Linked DNA regions of Sus scrofa: region 1 is linked to region 2. A link is a contact called in public targeted proximity ligation data. All regions are on one chromosome and are shown on one strand. The core of a region is the stretch at or near the end of the contact, and the rest is flanking DNA. Distances in the headings are between cores, read along the strand shown.

Evidence for each region.
Region 1: a targeted proximity ligation map of alveolar macrophages shows a contact between it and region 2. A contact is called at or near these places in 2 of 47 Hi-C or Micro-C datasets (blood and epiblast stem cells) and 1 of 2 datasets of targeted methods (alveolar macrophages).

Annotation. Positions count from the first base shown.
Region 1 is chr4:62,114,965-62,118,699 of Sscrofa11.1, forward strand. No RefSeq gene overlaps it. Among named protein-coding and RNA genes, the nearest start is that of STAU2, 23 kb to the right of the region's middle.
Region 2 is chr4:62,018,948-62,022,325 of Sscrofa11.1, forward strand. No RefSeq gene overlaps it. Among named protein-coding and RNA genes, the nearest start is that of UBE2W, 26 kb to the right of the region's middle.

The sequences.
Region 1 (3,735 bases), core at 132-2,631, 96 kb after region 2:
CATCATTTTAGATATTATCCTAGTATGGTGTATAAAGATTTAAATAGCTTATCTAATTCCCTGCCTCACTGCTTACTCTTTATTCTCATCATTGCTTATATAATTATGTAAATATTATTCTCAGAGTTCCCTGGTGGCCTAGCAGTTAAAAACTCAGCATTGTTACCATTGTGGCTCAGGTTATTGCTGTGGCATGGGTTCAATTCCCGGCCCAGGAATTTCTGCATGCTCTAGGCATGGCCAAAAAAATATATTATTTCCTGGTGAGCCAAGAAGTATGATTTTTTTCACTTTCTTATGAGTACTTTTTGACATTAATGATTGCCTCTTTGACCCTTTTACGTATTATATCCTTAGTGCCTTAGAAAATATTCATGATATATACTAGGAGTTAATAAATATTTGCTAAATTAAGGGATGTAATTGCTTAGTTTTCTGGGTACCTGTCACTAAGTCTTACCACATTATTATTATTATTATTATTTTTTAATGGCCACACCTGCAGCATATGGAAGTTCCAGGGCTACGGTCTGACTCAGAGCTGCAGCTGTTGGCCTACACCACAGCCAGGGGAACATCAGATCCAAGCCGCATCTGCAAACTACACCTCAACTTGCGTCAATGCCAGATCTTTAACTCACTGAGGGAGGCCAAGGATCGAACCCCCATCTTCCCAGAAACAACACGGGGTCCTTAGCCTGCTGAACCACAATGGGAGCTCCTCTTCCCACCTTTTTACAATGCAGTTTTCCCACATGGTCAAAGGTATCAGATAATGTGTCAGGACACATTAGGTCAGGCTGTGGTAACAAATTACCCTCCGATTCCAATGACTTAGAAGAGCAAAGCTGTTCTGGCTTTCTCCGGATCTGCTAACAATGCTGAGTCTTTAACTGCTAGGCCACCAGGGAACTCTGAGAATAATATTTACATGGTTATATAAGCAATGATGAGAAAAAAGAGTAAGCAGTAAGTCAGGGAAGTAGATAAGCTATTTGGCTGCACGCTGTCTTCACTCTGGGATGGAGTGAACAGCAGCCTCTTTGGGGAACATGGCTGGTCAGTGGCTGGCAGGAGAGGGCATGGGACAGACCGCACACTGGCTCTTGAAGCTTCCATTCAGAGGAAACTCATTAGGTTTACTCTTGATATACTGGGCCATGGTGGTCCTTTGAACTTGACATCAATGAGGCAGGGGTCTATCATCTCAGGAAAAGGCATCATGGGAAAAACCAAAATATTGGCAGAAAGGGAAGAGTCTTCCTCAGGTCATTGATCAGATCTGCTTTCTCAAGGCGCCCTGCCACCAGAGCCCAGCATTCCCCTGTTTGGCTCTGGGTTGTTTGCGCTCAGGGCCTCCGCACAGCTGCCCTGCAGGGACTTCCTTTTATCATCATCTTGGAAAATCCCTTTGTGTGTCATGTGTTGGATCCCTGTTTCCTGGCTCTGGTGTCTTTCTCCTTTGCTCACGTTCTCATTTGCCTTCATTTTCCCTGTAGAAAGAGTAAAAGCAGACACAGGAGGTAAATTTTGAGATCCATTAGGTTTAAAAATCTCTTATACAGGATTCATAGTTTCATTGCATATAGAATTCCAAGTTTCGTCAGAATTTTTTTGTGGCCATGCCTGTGGCATGTGGAAGTTCCCCAGCCGGGGAGCCAACTCACGCCACAACAGTGACCCCAGCTGTTGCAGTGACAATACCAGGTCCTTAACCTGCTGTGCCACAAGAGAACTCTTCCTGAGAATTTTTTGAAGGCATTTCTTTACTAATTCTATATTTATTCTTTTTTTTAATATATATATTTTTTATTTTCCCACTGTACAGCAAGGGGGTCAGGTTATCCTTACATGTATACATTACAATTACATTTTTCCCCCACCCTTTCTTCTGTTGCAACATGAGTATCTAGACATAGTTCTCAATGCTATTCAGCAGGATCTCCTTGTAAATCTATCTTTACTAATTCTAGATTTCATTTTTTTTGTTTGTTTTTTTCTGAGAAGCCGATGCCATCTTTTTTCTCATTCTTTCGTAGGTGGTATGTTTCCTCTCTGGAAGCAAAAGTTCTGGAAGATTTTGGATTTTTTTCTTTTTGGCCATGCCTGCAGCATGTGGAAGTTCCCCGGCCAGGGATCAAACCCATGCCATCGCAGCAGCCAAAGCCACAGCAGAGACAACACTTATTCCTTAACCTGCTAACCCACCAGGGAACTCTAAAGTTTTTTTTTTTTAATTACTGAAGTATCAATTTTCCTGATGACAGACCTTTAATTGGGTCACTTTTTCAATCTTGTGAAGTTTGATGGCTTCTTTCAATCTAGAAATTCCTGTCCTTCAGCTTGGGGAAAGTTTCTTTCTTTCTTTTTTTTTTTGGCTTTTTGCCATTTCTTGGGCTGCTCCTGCGGCATATGGATGTTCTCAGGCTAGGGGTCTAATCGGAACTGTAGCTGCCAGCCTACACCAGAGCCACAGCAACGCGGGATCCGAGCTGTATCTGGGACCTACACCACAGCTTACGGCAACGCCAGACCCTTAACCCACTGAGAAAGGCCAGGGATTGAACCCGCAACCTATGGTTCCTAGTCGGATTCGTTAACCACTGCGCCAGGATGGGAACTCCGGGAAAGTTTCGTTTACTGTTTCTTTCATAATTGCCACCCCCACATCTTCTGTTTTTAGAACTCTCAGTAAGGGGATATTTCATCTCCTTGACTGATTCTCTAAAATTCTTTTCCTTTTAAAAACCTCTTTGGGAATTCCCACTGTGGCCTAGTGGTTAATAAACACGACTAGGAACCATGAGGATTCGGGTTTGATCCCTGGCCTCGCTCAGCGGGTTAAGGATGCAGCGTTGTTGTGAGCTGTGGTATACGTCGAAGATGTGCCTCGGATCCTGCGTGGCTGTGGCTGTGGCATAGGCTGGCAGCTATAGCTCCGATTTGACCCCAGCCTGGGAATTTCCACATGCTGCAGGTGCGGCCCTAAAAAGCAAAAAAAAAAAGAAATAAAAACATAAAATAATAACTCTTTGCTTGTTTTTCCTCTGATTCTTTTATTTTAATGTTTACTTCAATTATTTTAAATTTCTAAGAATGTATTTTTTCAGATTATAATTTTTTATAGCTTCCAGTTCTTTTAAAAATATGTACTTATTTATTTATTTACTTACTTACTTTTGTCTTTTTAGGGTCAAACCTGTGGCACATGGAAGGTCCCAGGCTAGGGGTCGAATCAGAGCTGCAGGTGCCAGCCTACGCCACTGCCACAGCGACGCGGGATCCGAGCCTCGTCTGTGACCTACACCACAGTTCCCAGCAACGCCAGATCCCTAACCTACTGAGTGAGGCCAGGGATTGAATCCACATCCTCTTACTAGTTGAGTTCGTTACCACTGAACCGCAGTGGGAACTCTAGCATCCAGTTCTTTTTTAAGGATATAATACCTCTAAACTCTGATTAGTGATGTATATATTTACATATTTATATATTTTTAAACTAACTTCTGTTTCTTATATTGTCTCTCTTTCATCTTAGTCCTATTTTTTTTTTCTTTCCCTTTTTGGTCAGTCTTTCATGTTAGCTACTTCCTTCCAGTGTCTGGGAGGCACACAAAGCAGACTAGGTCCCTGTGCATGGGCGAGGCTTATGAAAGTGTAGGATTTCTTGGGAGTGAGGAGGCAGTAAGCCTGATTGTTGTTGCTGTTGCTTGTCGTTGGGTAATTCCAGCAGTA
Region 2 (3,378 bases), core at 619-3,118:
AAACTTCATTTTCCATTTGTTCACCCAGAAACCTTGATTTCATCCCACCCTATAGTCGAACCATCAGCAAATCCTATCGCACTCTACCTTCAAAAGAAATCCAGAATTTTCTTGTGGTGTAGCAGGTTAAGGATCTGGCTATCTGGCGTTGTCACTGCAGCAGCTTGGGTTGTTGCTGTGGCTTGGGTTCAGTCCCTGGCTGGGGAACTTCCACATGCTGCGGGGCCAAAAACAACAACAAAACTGAATCCAATTGTCTGCTCTTCTGCATCATTACCTGATGTAAATCATCATCTGTCATCTGCATTATATCAACAGCTTCCTAACTGGTTTCCCTGCCTTGTCCTGTGCCCTCACCGTCTTTTCTCAACTCATTATTTAGATTCAAAATAGCAGTCAAATGTCACTTCACTCATTCTGTGGCTTCCTTTTTTTATTCAGAATACAATCTGAAATTGCTGATAATGACCAGGAAGGCCTTATATCATCCACCTCCACACTCTACACCCCACCCTGGTTTCCCTATGGCCTCATGGGCCTCCTTGCTGTTCCTGCCTCGGAGTCTCTGCCCCTGTTACTTCCTCTGCTTGGAGTGCTCTTCTTCACGTTGCTTATGGCTCACTTCCTTTTTTTCTCTCAAATATTTGTTCAAATGTAGTTTCCTCTGAGAAGCCTTCCTTGATCATCCAGTATAAAATAGTCCTCTCACCCCTGGCACTTGGAATTCCGCTTAACCTGCTAAATTTCTTCATATCCCTGGTGTATTCTTCTTCTTTTTTTTTTTTGGTCTTTTTGTCGCCACACCTGCGGCATATGGAGGTTCCCAGGCTAGGGGTCCAATCAGAGCTACAACCTTCGGCCTGCACCACAACCACAGCAACTTGGGATCCAAGCCTCATCTGCAAGCTACACCACAGCTCTTGGCAACGGCAGATCCTTAACCCACTGAGCGAGACCTGGGATTGAACCCAAGTCCTCATGGATGCTAGTCAGATTTGCTAACTGCTGAGCCATGATGGGAACTTCTATCCCTGACATGTTGTTAATTAATATACTCTTTCTCTGGACATACCCCAGTGCCTGACATGTAGTACTCCCTCAGTAAGTATCAGTGGAATAAGTATAGCTTTTGGATTCAGATAAACTTGGTTTGAATTCTGGCTTTGCCGCTTAATAGCTGTGTAACCTTTCTTCCCCCTTATATGGGGTAAAATGACTAATTGCCTCATATTATAGATCTTTGGAGTTTGTGAATTATATCTTATAATGCTGCAGTCCTTTTATTTTATTTTTGTTTCTTTAGGGCCATACCCCAGCATATGGAAGTTCCCAGGCTAGGGGTCAGATTGGAGCTGTAGCTGTTGGCCTACACCACAGCCACAGCAATGCCAGGTCTAAGCCATGTCTGTGACCTACATACACCACGGCTCAAAGCAACCCCAGATCCTTAATTCACTGAGCAGGGCCAGGGATTGAACCGGAGTCCTCATGGGTTTGTTGCCACTGTGCCACGACGGGAACTCCTGTAGTCCTTTTATTTTAAATTACCCCTATCAGATACTCGCTTTAAAAAAATTTTTTTGAGGGAGTTCTTGATGTGATGCGGTGGGTTAATGATTCAGCTTGTCTCTCTGGAGGCCTGGCTTCAATCCCCAGCTCAGTGCATTCCTACAACTGTGGCATAGGTCGCAGCTTTCCCTTGGATTCAATCCTTAGCCCAGGAATGTCCATATGCCACGGGTTGCAGCTGAGAAAGAAAAAAAAATTTGTTAATTAAAAAGTTTTGATTCCTAGTCCTGTGTTGGCCATCAGTGGAAAAAAGCACATTTCCTTTATATGAATTCTCGGCTTATATTTCCACACCGCAGGAAGGAGGAAGTAGGATTTCTAAATAACATGTATTCTTTGTCATTCCTCTTCAAAATTGGAGTTAAAGTGTGAGCAAATAAAATTTAGAGCCTCCTACATCAGTTTTAAATGGCACATTCAGGAGTTCCCGTCGTGGCGCTGTGGTTAACAAATCCGACTAGGAACCATGAGGTTGCGGGTTCGGTCCCTGGCCTTGCTCAGTGGGTTAATGATCCGGCGTTGCCGTGAGCTGTGGTGTAGGTTGCAGATGCGGCTCGGATCCCACGTTGCTGTGGCTCTGGCGTAGGCCGGTGGCTACAGCTCCGATTGGACCCCTAGCCTGGGAACCTCCATATGCCTCGGGATTGGCCCAAGAAATAGCAACAACAACAAAAAAAAAAGACAAAAAAAAAAAAAAAAGGGCACATTCAATTTTTTAATTGAAAAATAATTCACATACAGCACCCTCAGAAGAAACCCCTTACCCATTATCGGTCACTCTCTGTTCCTAGTGTATCGTATGTCCCCCACTTCCCCACCCTTGGAAATAACTAATTTGTTTTCTGTCTTTATAGATTTGCCTATTTGGGGCATTTTGTATAAAGGAATCATACAGCATGTGCTGTTGGGACTGGCTTCTTTCACTGAACGTAGTGCTTTTGAGCTTTGTCCGAATTCTAGCTTGTATAGCTTCATTTTTATGGCTGAGTGATAGCTCATTTTATGGTTATACCATAGTTTATCTGTCAGTTAATTGACATTTGGTTTGTTCCCTGCTTCTATCAGTTAGTTGACTATTTGTATTATTTCTACTTTTTGAATAATGCTGCTGTATTTATGAACATGGTTTTGTGTGGACATGTTATGTTTGTCCTAGGTATATAACTAGGAGTGGAATTGCTGAGTCATTCGGTAACTCTTATGTTTAATTTTCTAAGGAACTCACAGACTTTTCCATGACAGCAGAGCTATTTTACATTCCCACGAGCAGCCTGTAAGGGTTCCAGTTTTTACACATCCTGGCCAATCTTTGCTGTCCATTTTTAAAAATCATAGCCATCCTATGGGTGTGAAGTATCTCATTGTGGTTTTGATTTGTGTTTCCCTAATGCCTAATGTTGGACTTCTTTTGTTTATCGGTACATGTCTTGGAGAAATGTCTAGTCAAATCCTTTACCATTTAAAAAATTATCTTTTAGGGGGTTCCTTGGTGGCTCAATAGGTTTAGGATCTGGCATTGTCACTAACATGGCTTAGGTTACAGCTGTGGCTCAGGTTTGATCCCCCGGCCTGGGGACTTCCGCATGCTGCAGATGTGGCCAAAAAAAATTATCTTATTGTTAAGTTGTAAGAGTTCTTTGTATATTCTGAACCTAGCAGACATGTGATTTGCAAATATTCTCCTGTTCTGTGAGCTGTGTTTGCACATTCTTGATGGTATTCTTTGAAGCACAAAAACTCCAGTTTATTTTTTTTTTCGTCATTTGTACTTTTGGTATCATATGTAAGAAATCCTTACTTAATTCAAGG